Linked DNA regions of Zea mays: all the other regions are linked to region 1. Evidence: chromatin contacts called from public Hi-C data. All regions are on one chromosome and are shown on one strand. Each heading gives the region's core, a stretch centred on a gene start, on an enhancer-like site or on the middle of the called end of the contact. The rest is flanking DNA. Distances are from core to core; before and after follow the strand shown.

Region 1 (2,635 bases), core at 58-2,557:
AGGTCTGAGAAGTCTAAGAGGTTAATTAGAAAAAAATATAAGAGATAGTTGTGTCACGATGTCTCTTATATACCTGGAAAATCGATCCAAAGTCTTAATTGCTCATATACTTTGAATTTAATAGAAACAAATTAGATCTAACATTACATTTTAACAACATTTTAATTATAATTTTGTAAAACATCAAAATTGACTCACGTTAATTAACAACAACCGTGCAAACTTTTTACTATCAATTAACTACCACCCTAATTTTTTTAATTGTGCCAACAAATGACGCTGATCATGTCGCTGTTCACCAACGCATGGAAAGGATCTTCTGTTGTTCATCAATATTCAAATTTATTTTAAATCTAGATTATGACTATACTTATATTGTTTACCAAAAAAATATATTTATCCTTATATTATTTGATCAGTTAAAGTTATAGCATACTGCAACTCATATTTGGGCTTCATCAGCTCTAGGTACCAACCAAATACATATTTTTCCCACTTATATCTGACTTGAAAAAAAAACACAAACTTTTCGAATAACTTTCATGCAACGGTTTTGGTCAGGCAAAATGTTCACGTCTCCAACCAAACCAGCGCACGAGAGTCTGAGACTGTCTCCAGCAACGTCCTCTATATTCATCCTCTATATCCGTCCTTTACAGTCTCCTCTAAAAGATTTCACCCTCTATATCTCCTTCCTCTCCAACAACGTCCTCTAAATCACATCCTCTATACTCAAATATCTATATTAGAAACATTTTTTATTTTTATTTTTTGTACCTACGTATTTGTCATACTCTCAAATGTATTATACATATTTTAGTTTTGCTAAACCGGTTATTTAAAGTATTAAAATGGATAGAAGATCGTTTAGAGGAACTCTATATATAGAGAATCCAGCAGCGTCCTCTAAATTTAGAGAACTGTTTAGAGGACGCTACTAGAGACGTAGAATACCATTCGATCCTCTATATTTAGGGTACAGAACCCTTTAGGGTCCCTTGTTGGAGCTAGTATCAAGCGACTGGCCTCAAGCCCTCAACCGAGTTTGCTTCGGCGCCAAGTCTCCAGATCCTTCCACGCAAAGCGAAAGCCGCACCTCCGATCCAGCGCACGCCTTACGTCAGCTCGCTCTCACTTCAATACACCACGTCCACGTGAGCCTGTTCTGTTCCACTGACACACGGAACCCACGCGACCGAACCCGTGACCGGCCGCGAGAATCCAAAGATATTTTTTCCACGGAAAATGGGGACCACGGAACGCGTCGAGACCGGCTTATAAATAGCCGGCGGACCGCCTCACAACGGGCTTTTGGATTCTGGTTTCTCTCGTCTTTCTCCTCCCTCTCCTGACTTTTCTTCTAGACATCTCGCGGGTCTTATCGACTCCAACAAGAACACACTACACACCAGCCAGCGAGATAGCGAACGCTAGGAACCCAGTGGCCATCTTTGGAGCGGCCATGACGCTGGATCAGAACCATGCCATGCCGATGCAGCCCCCGGCCCTGCAGCCCGGAAGGTGAGATCAGCCTTCCAGATACTTCTTTCGATTTACTTGTATGCTAGAGGATTAGCCGACTAGGGTTTGAGGATGTTGGGATTTTAACTCTCGAGCCACTCAATTTGACTGCCCATGTTCGTCTGGCGGGGAACGGGTATCTGTGGAATTTTTTTTTGGGGCTCATAGGTTGGTAAATTTTCGAGGGGTACTGGTCGGTTCACTTGTCGAGATTTTTAATTAGGGTTCTGGGAAATTATATCCGTAAGATGCCCCTTGGTGAGGGTTGTGGGATTTCCTTGTCGGATTGTGCCATTGTGCCCTAGCAATTCCGGAATTAGGGTTTCTGGTGGTGGTCCGTGTAATTTGGGCCCATAGGATGGTGGTTGAGGTATTTTTCGTTGGTGTGGAATTGGGGTAAAGGGCTTTAAATGGGGATCGTTGTCCTGTTTGTCATTCTAATTTGACTGCAGTGGATGATTGCTAGTTCCTGTATGGTTGAGCATAGTATGGCGCCCTTAAAATAGGGGGAAGCTCATGCTGTTGCTTGTTTGTCATGTTGAAAGCTGGAATCGTATGTTTAATCTACTAGAAACTTTATTCTGGGTATCAACTGCTGTAAGATGTGGTTTTAGAAGCCTATCTTGGGTATTTATAGCGGTGTAGATATAGGCTTAAGCTTCAGAGCTGTGAGTATTGTTCATATTATTTGATCTTCAGGTTATGAGTATTGTTTGCATCGTACTGAGTGGCAGTACAGTGTGCATCATCTCCACAGAAACGTGTATACTTGGAAGCTTGTAGAGCGTGCCTAACTTGCTGCTAACTTTGTTTCTGTATGTTGTCAAATTCTATTGTTGTTAGTTTTCCTTAATCCACTATCTGATACGTACTATGTCTATTTGTCTTGTCTTATCGGTAATCTATAGAGCATATGGAGCAGAGGGCAGTGCTGTGGTGCATGGTTCCATCAGAACAGTAGGTATGACTGCTTTGATCACCTCTTGTGAAAAGGAAATATTGACTGATATGAGTCCACACTAGGCCTGGCCCTATAAAACACAATCACACAAATAACAATAACAGTTTATGTTTCAGCAGGAGGCCCTACTCTTGCCTTGAATGAGTGCCAGAT
Region 2 (2,635 bases), core at 68-2,567, 670 kb after region 1:
TGCCTATGCACGACTACAGTCATATGCCGGTGTATTACTACTGTTTCTATATATCACATGGATAGACTTTCTTTTAATAAAACACAAAATGTGTGTTTATGTTTGTTAGTTGGGTGTGAATGCGTGAACCAGTGCTTTTATATAGTAGATGAAGAAGAGGATAGAAGGTGTTAAAAGTCCCTATATTTTTTAGTGAATGATTTGTTTGTTTCTATTTGTTGCTAGTTTTTATTAAGGTAAAGCCGAAACAAACAATCTAGTAGTCAAGCTCGCTTAAGAAACTAATATTTACTATATAAAGCATCAATTTTCGTCGAGCGTCAACACTTTTAAAAAGCTTTATATTTCTTTGTAATCAATCCACCTCGCTTAATTTAACTAATCATCCTCTAATCTCGTTTGTTCGTCCTGATCGACGACTAGAAGGATCGTTACAGATGAGATCTCTTCCATTTACGTTCGACAATCCTATAGCAACAAGAATGTGTGTCATCGCAATGCACTGACATTATAAAATCAGGATTCGAGAAGTTTTTGTGGCCTTTGGTATGCTAGCAAACTAAAAGTCCGTATTATATAAAACAATAACAAAAAAGCAATAACCACAAACCAAGTCTTATAAAAAAATCAGCTTTTAAATTAAAAGAGTAAAAATTATTCAAAACAGACTAAATTTACCGATACTTTTATTTCCAACATTTTGTTTTAAGTTTTTACCAAGGAGTGTTTGAAAGTAATAGAGCTAATAATTAGTTGTTAAAAAATTAAGAGGATGTTTGAATGCAATAGAACTAATAGTTAGTTGGCTAAAAATTGCTAGTATAATTAACTAGATAATAAATTGATAACTAACTATTAACTAATTTACTAAAAATAACTAATAGTTGAACTATTAGTTAGGGTGTTTAGATGTCTCCAACTAATTTTAGACACTAACTATTATCTCTAGTGCATTCAAATACCTTCCAATAGTGAAATTAGCTAGATAATAAATAGCTAGCTAAGTAGCTAACTAGTAGCTAATTACTAAAAATAATTAATAGCTGAATTAGATATGATGTTTGAATATATTTAGCTAATTTTACCCTCTAGCGTATTCACCCCTAAAATAGTTTGCCTCCTCGTACACCTAATACGCGCGCCCAAGATTCATCGCAGATCCGATGGATCCGGTTGCTCCCCCGAGGCCCCGATTATCGTCATCCGTTGATTTCTCACCCGAGGTCCCGAACAGATAAACTCAACTCGACTGCCGCCGCCGCAGGCACACGGGATCCTGACTGAGGTAGGTTGTTGCCATTTTTGTTCCCTCACCCAGTCCGTCTCACCACTTCAAAAACCCTCTCCTCTCTCATCCGCCTTCCTGGCGATTGCGGCGACGAGGTGACGATAGAGCTGCCCCCGCAAGGAAAACGGACAAGAGAGGCGGAGGCTGATAGGGAGAGGAGACGGAGGACCAAGAGCGGCGTCGATCTAAAAGCGTTGGCGGCGGCCATGGCCACCGCGGACCGGACCCGGACTTTCATGAAGGACGTCAAACGCGTCATCATCAAGGTGATTGAATCGTACGATTGGCGTGTTGTTTTAGATCCAAACCGCGATTTGTTTGGTGCTATTTGCATTGTGTTGTTCATATTATGCTGTGTTTTCTAATCGTGTTTTTGTATGGCGTGAATAATTCTTGAATAACCTTGTTCGATTTTGGGTTCTCTTCGTCGAGCCTCTTCGTCTGAGTAAGTTGTGAGGTAGCAGGGTTTTGTTTGGGTTTTATATTTTGCTTCTACCCTTATAGTCGAGTTGACGGGTTGGTGGTGTAAGTTCATACGTTGACTCCAATGTTTGAATTCGGATGTCCTAATCTTAGTTTGCTATATGATTTCTATCAGATGGGAAATGCGCATAGAAGGCAGAAGCCATCTTGTCTGAATTCTGATGTGTTCTTCTTTCGCATGCGAATCAACTCGTTCGAATTCCCTTATTGTTTGTTCTCTGTTCTTTTTACCTGGGTTAGTTTATCTATGAATTTGTACGGGCAAAGGGAAAGAGAAGTAATGCTCCCCGGGACGCGGGGGGGGGGGGGGGGGGGGGGGTAGTTTTGCGGGGTGGGAGGGGAAACTTGTGCTGAGCTTGACAACACCAGTGTGCTATCCCACCCCACCACCATACGTTTGGCAAGTTCTGAGAGTTACACATCTGTCAGGACTCAGGAATTAATTTGGATCTCCTTTTGATTTTGATTACAGCTGATTCTTACCTTTTTTCGTGACAGGTGGGCACTGCAGTCGTCACGAGGGGTGATGATGGGCGACTGGCTGTGGGCCGGTTGGGGTGTCTTTGTGAGCAGGTATCAATCCTAATTAAAACTTTCATAATGTTATATCAACTAGTGTAAGTCTGGGAAGATTCTTGGCAATGCAGGTAAAAGAGCTGAATGTCTTAGGATACGAGGTGATCCTTGTGACCTCAGGTGCTGTTGGTGTGGGGAAGCAGAGGCTCAAGTACAGGAAGCTTGTCAATAGCAGCTTTGCTGATCTGCAAAAGCCACAGATGGAGCTGGATGGAAAGGCTTGCGCTGCTGTTGGTCAGAGTGGCCTCATGGCTCTTTATGATATGCTATTTACCCAAGTGTGTTTGT
Region 3 (2,635 bases), core at 95-2,594, 610 kb after region 1:
CCATGGTTCTTAAAGCATAAGGCAAGACAAGGCGTTGGACCGCCGCCTGGATGCCTAGCCGACGCCTAGGCGAGCAAGGCGCTAGGCGCCTAGGATTTTTGGGCGCCTAGACGCCTAGGCGACGCCTTAAAACATTGATACCGAGTTACTGACACTTTTGTGCATAATTTATATGCACATACACAAATTTCTTGCCCCAAGAGTAAGCCACTCAACATATGTAAATATCTGGAAGAATTAAGCTTATTCCAACATATCCTAGGGCCTGTTTGGGACAACTTTTCTGATAATCTGAATTCCTAGATAATCTAGACGTCCCAAGAATCCGGATATCCCGGGACATAGGTGTGGAGGAAGATAAAGGGGTTTGTACAGTTTAGGGTTTAGGAAGCGGCAGATTCCTCCTGTCGACTCGGTTTATTTTGCATTCACGTTGATTTGGGCGATTTTCAAAGAATCGGTTCTCACATAAGCGGGCTGAGAAGCGACGCGTTTGGCTGCCAGAAGCCGAAACAAACAGGGCCCTAATCTAGCATATGTAAGCCAGTAGACAATCTGAGGCTGCAGAATTCTATACAGATGGCTACTGAGTACTCAGTCTGATGATCCGTATCATGAAACTACCAATTCATCAATCAAAATTTTAAAAACGGCTAACCCACAGCCAGACCGTGTCCTCCTGTGCAACTCATTTAACCACGACCTGACTTTCTGGGACTAAATATAATGCTTACACTTATGAGCAGCGTACATTTTCTTAGGCTTGACATTATATGCCAGTATGTGAACCATGAGAATGAAACAAGGGCTGAAATATGCGCCTGATCCAGCAGAATCGACACTAGATGCCCACAAATCCAAATCGAAGTGGCCAATCCATGGATCGATGACAGAAAATCATACCGAAACCCTTCAAATTGAATACAGTAAGCGAGTCCTGGGCAGATCGTGGATTAGCACGAGACGGGGACAGTGAAAGGTACAGTAGGCAATTAGGCACTTGAGTCGGTGAGGGGGTCAAGGGAGAGAGGAGGCGGATCGTACTAGTAGAGGTTGCACTTGAGGCGGCTGGTCCACTTGGAGTAGGAGCGTGGGACGGTGAAGCGGGAGAAGAACTCCGGGACAGGCCGCGGCGGCATGGACCAGTCCACCTCCCGCAGCGCGTCCACCAAGTCCTCCGCCGTCACCGCGCTCCAGTCCATCTCCGGCGATCCCCGGCCCTGCGGAACCCTAGGGAGCGTGCGACGGCGCGGGCGTGGTGGTGGAAGGACGGTCGGCGGCGCGTCTGGACGGCTGGGTTGCGTCGGTCAGACGGGCGGTGCCGGTGTGGTCCGGTCGCGCTGGTGCGCGAGGGCGTGGCTTCCTTGGGGGATGGGGAATTTTGCGTGTGCCGCGGCCCCGCGTTCCTTGCCTTACTACCTCTGCGCGGCGCCTGATTGCTTGGGTTGGAGGGTGGCGTGCGCGTGGTGGCGTACGCGTACTGGAGTGGGCCGCCGCCGCTAGGCCGGGTCGGTTTTAGTGGGCCGATCGCGTTTCCGGCCATTTGCCGGGTCGACCTAGTGGGCTGTGTGACCTTTGGGCTTCTGTACAATGATGAGCTTTTGAAGCTACTATTATGCTGAAACTTCTCTGTTAGTATTTTTTATGAGAAGATGTGCTGGACTTTTGGTACAGTGGGGCTGGCTGGCTGGCTGCAACCCGACCCGAGCCATGACGTTTTTTGGCGTTTGCTTCTTCGCGAGACATTTGTGACGGGCTCCTGTCCCGTTCGCTAGCCTTATACGTACTCCTGTTAACAGTGGACGGTCAACTGTGTGCCGGAAGGCTTGAACCAACGCGGGATGAATTTATGATGGTGATGCACATTTGCGCGCACGGTGCAGATATCCTGTGGCATCAGAGTCAGCGAAGTTTTCTACTAGCTAGCTACAGACTTTGGGAGAACGTTGAACGGCCTTTCTTCCGTCTGACTCTCTGGTCTGTGTGGTCTCGGGCTCTACTATGCACTGAACCGGAGACCCCTGAGGCCCTGATGGTGATGGGACAGTAATCGCCAGCTGGCCGCGCATCCCGCTGCTGCGGCCAAGTGTTCCAGTGCGACGAAACTCCTGTGAGCTGTCTGTCGCGTCGCGCCGCGCCGCGCCGCGCCGTGGTGAGCAGATCAGAGCTGCGCCAAAATGCCGCGGCGCGGCCCGCGTGGATTCCCTGGCTTTTGGCGCTGTCACCTTCTGGCTGTGAGCGCAGATTCCACCTACCACCATCAGACAGATCAGGCTGTCAAAGACGTTTGTCGCGTGCGCCACATCTTTCTTTACACGGAGGCAGAGCAATGCAAAAAAAAACCAGTGCGATAGATAGATCCATCGTGCTCGGGCTCGATCACACATTTGTTGACCGCTCGTGCGTGCCACCTGCACAGTATCGCGAATCGCGATAACGTATACTAGTATATACCAGTGCCCGATCCCTCGCTGTCCGTCCATGTCCCTGTAACACGCACGCACAGGCACAGCGTCGCGTTTAGAATTTGGAGTCACTCGCCCGTTTGCTGAACACACCAGAAACCTGCATGCGTTTTATATGCGTTTTTCATCTTTATGTACGAGAGGTTAAAAAGTTTTTCTCTCTCTATAAA
Region 4 (2,635 bases), core at 46-2,545, 530 kb after region 1:
TTTCGCGATTAACCGGCGGTTTAGAGCGGTTTTTCACCGGTTTTTCACCGGTAAACCGGTTCAAATTCAAATTGATTTGAATTGGTCAAACCGGTCGGTTTTTACCGGTTTACTGTTGGTAAACCGTTACCGGTGGGGGATGGACGGTTTTTATCTTAGAACGGTTTTGTAAACCGTGATGGGAACTCTATGGTAACAAGGATGGGGCATCCACATCTCTAGTGCCATTACCTGTCCAGCTGTGGAGGTGCTGGCTGACTGACTCTAGGCCCTGCTGCCTAATAACTGGAGCCTACTGTACGTGAGCACTCACAGGCTGCCACTGACTGACACTACTACACCTATGTTGTTGGACTGGAGGACATATATACACCTATCTTTCGATCCCAAACTGAACCCTTTTTAGTTGAGACTCGCACATCAGTGCCAAACTGCCTATCCAAACTATATGTCTGTTAAACAATACCATGACCTGCATCTGACCAGGCATAATAGTATAAATAAACAGCACTCCGACGACCAGCAGACTGCCATCAGATGACCTGGCCGGTGTGAACTGCTGCCTGCCCGCCAGGCATCTCCCATCGTGTCCCGCATGATCAGATAAAAAAAACGGAACCGTCAATCTCGAAGCCACGCTCGAGTTACTACAGCAGCCACACGAGCTGCAGTATAATCCTTTTCTCTAATCATCTCTGGTACGCCTGAATGAGTGAGTGAGTGCTCGACAAGTCGTCGCGTACGTCTGGATGGACAGAGTCGGCTGGACTGACGCGAGAAGGACCGGGATCTTCCGTGCTGGCGCTGGGATTTCCAACGGATTACGCCACCGGGAAGGCCTAAAGAATTCCGGTGGCGGTGGGGATAACCAATCATTGTCGGCTCGGCGAATTCCGGCATTTGGGGTTCCCTTTCTTTTGCAGCAGGTAGGTGAGCCGTATGCTTCCGAGAGTTGAATTTCAGAAAAAAAGACATCCCTGCACTGAAACTCCACCGCGCGTCGCTGTCCACTTGTAAAACTCGCCTTCTACGACTGAGCGTCCCTTGCGTTCAAGTCTCCTCCCTGGATGGACCTAGCTGGAACCCTACAACAACGAGCCAGGCACCACAACTAAGAACAGTTACAAGAATTCTAACATCCCATTAGCACCATCTTAATTATCAGGACATATATTATTAGATAGTACAGTTAGAAACCAAACCACTCCATTTGGTCTCCATCTCTATCCATTCCCCAAGTGTCCAAGTCATGCATCTCTGTCTCCCCTTTTAAAGCCCACCACCTCTCTCCCTCCATCGTCTTCCCGTCTCCCAATCCCAGCTGCGCGCGCCCGTGGACTTGTCCTGCCATGGAAGGCCTCATCCCGTTCATCTACAGGGCCGTCGTGCGGTACAGGAAGGAGGAAGGGCGGGTCTCCCTCGGCGACCTCTTCTTCGACGAGCCCTCCTCGCCGACGTCCTACTTCCGTCTCCCGGGCGGCGCCGACTCCGCCCGGTACCAGCAGGTGACGTCGAGCGACCTGTTGACATCCCAGACGACTACGTCGACGGCCAGCTCCGGTGCAGCCGGCGTGGCGCGACGACGCTCTCCGATGAGGTGCCCGTCGCACCGCCGGCGCCCGGTCTCCCCGGACCCGTGACTCGATCGTGAAGTGAAGCTAGCCGCCCGTGAGGCAAAAAAAGAAAAGCAAGCGAAGGTTTGTTTGCTCATGGCCTCACGTAGCAGATGGAGCGTGTGGTATACGTAGTATGAGGATGATGCTGAGTAATTGTGAATATTAGCCTCTAAGTAGCTGCGTGTAAGTGTACATAAATTCTTCATCTTTTTTTACTGTGGTCATCTGTAATGTAATGTAATGGATGGATGGGTGCAGGAGGTACTCCAAAAGGAGAGGCTTTGTGCCTTGGAGTGAAAACTGTGTGTAATTCGTTGGAATAAATATGCCAGGCAAACGATGAAACGCATGGATTTTAATTCAGAAATCCATGCTTTTTTCAAAACGGTGGTACGTGCATTTACAATTTCATGATCCCTTTTCAAAAGCGGTTCTACATGATAAACTAGAATCTACAGTGCCTCAATTTATTTGGACGCAGCTCCTAGCCCATCCATTTTGTTTTTCTCGAGCCGTCCGATCTCGGCGATTAACAGGACAGAGAAACAAGGCATACCATCTCAATCGCGGCGGCCTTGATGTGAAATTGGCCAGCTTGTTTCGTTTTGTCAACAGCACGTGCCCATTTGTCTAGTTGAGCTCGATTGCTCGAGTAAAAGAAATGCATCACACAACATAAAAGTCATCTCTATCAAAAAAAAAAACTAACAGCTTGCTTGGTTTGAGGAACGGGCAGTCTATCATTGTTTGATTTGTGGAATAGAACTAGTAATAATATGATTATTGTTTGATTTGTGAAATAGAATTAGTAATAATATATGAGGATGAACTCATGAGTCATGATACACCATCTCATTTAAAATGAATTGTTTTTTCAAACCAAATACTCCCTGAAAGTCCAAGGTCTTGCTTCGGATTGTTTACATAGACCTGCTTGATTTGCAGTGTGCGAGGTCACCTTGCATCAAAGATAGAGAAAAGGCATATAACTCAGCAGACATGGAGAGATCTAGTGAATT

The links. A called contact is a pair of places that touch in the nucleus more often than the background predicts.
Region 2: a Hi-C map of tassel shows a contact between it and region 1, with 2.6 times the contacts expected there. The contact joins the promoter of LOC778431 here to the promoter of LOC732788 in region 1. A contact is called at or near these places in 2 of 25 Hi-C or Micro-C datasets (endosperm and tassel).
Region 3: a contact with region 1 is called in a Hi-C map of leaf, with 3 times the contacts expected there. The contact joins the promoter of LOC100192800 here to the promoter of LOC732788 in region 1. A contact is called at or near these places in 3 of 25 Hi-C or Micro-C datasets (bundle sheath, endosperm and leaf).
Region 4: a Hi-C map of endosperm shows a contact between it and region 1, with 2.3 times the contacts expected there. The contact joins the promoter of LOC100277784 here to the promoter of LOC732788 in region 1. A contact is called at or near these places in 4 of 25 Hi-C or Micro-C datasets (bundle sheath, ear, endosperm and 1 more).

The regions. Positions count from the first base shown.
Region 1 is chr8:96,773,891-96,776,525 of Zm-B73-REFERENCE-NAM-5.0, forward strand. It overlaps LOC732788 (DRE-binding protein 1c), which reads left to right and starts at 1,308. Exons shown (of 3, transcript NM_001305945.1): 1 at 1,308-1,521; 2 at 2,430-2,482.
Region 2 is chr8:97,447,548-97,450,182 of Zm-B73-REFERENCE-NAM-5.0, forward strand. LOC778431 (proline responding1) reads left to right here and starts at 1,318. Exons shown (of 20, transcript NM_001319696.1): 1 at 1,318-1,554; 2 at 2,270-2,344; 3 at 2,419-2,625. The coding sequence starts at 1,495.
Region 3 is chr8:97,382,555-97,385,189 of Zm-B73-REFERENCE-NAM-5.0, forward strand. LOC100192800 reads right to left here and starts at 1,345. Exons shown (of 8, transcript NM_001358559.1): 1 at 1,045-1,345. The coding sequence starts at 1,202.
Region 4 is chr8:97,305,886-97,308,520 of Zm-B73-REFERENCE-NAM-5.0, forward strand. LOC100277784 reads left to right here and starts at 1,296. Exons shown (of 1, transcript NM_001151265.2): 1 at 1,296-1,996. The coding sequence starts at 1,350. The coding sequence ends at 1,640. It overlaps LOC100276424 (CASP-like protein 5B2), which reads right to left. Exons shown (of 3, transcript NM_001150221.3): 3 at 2,627-2,635.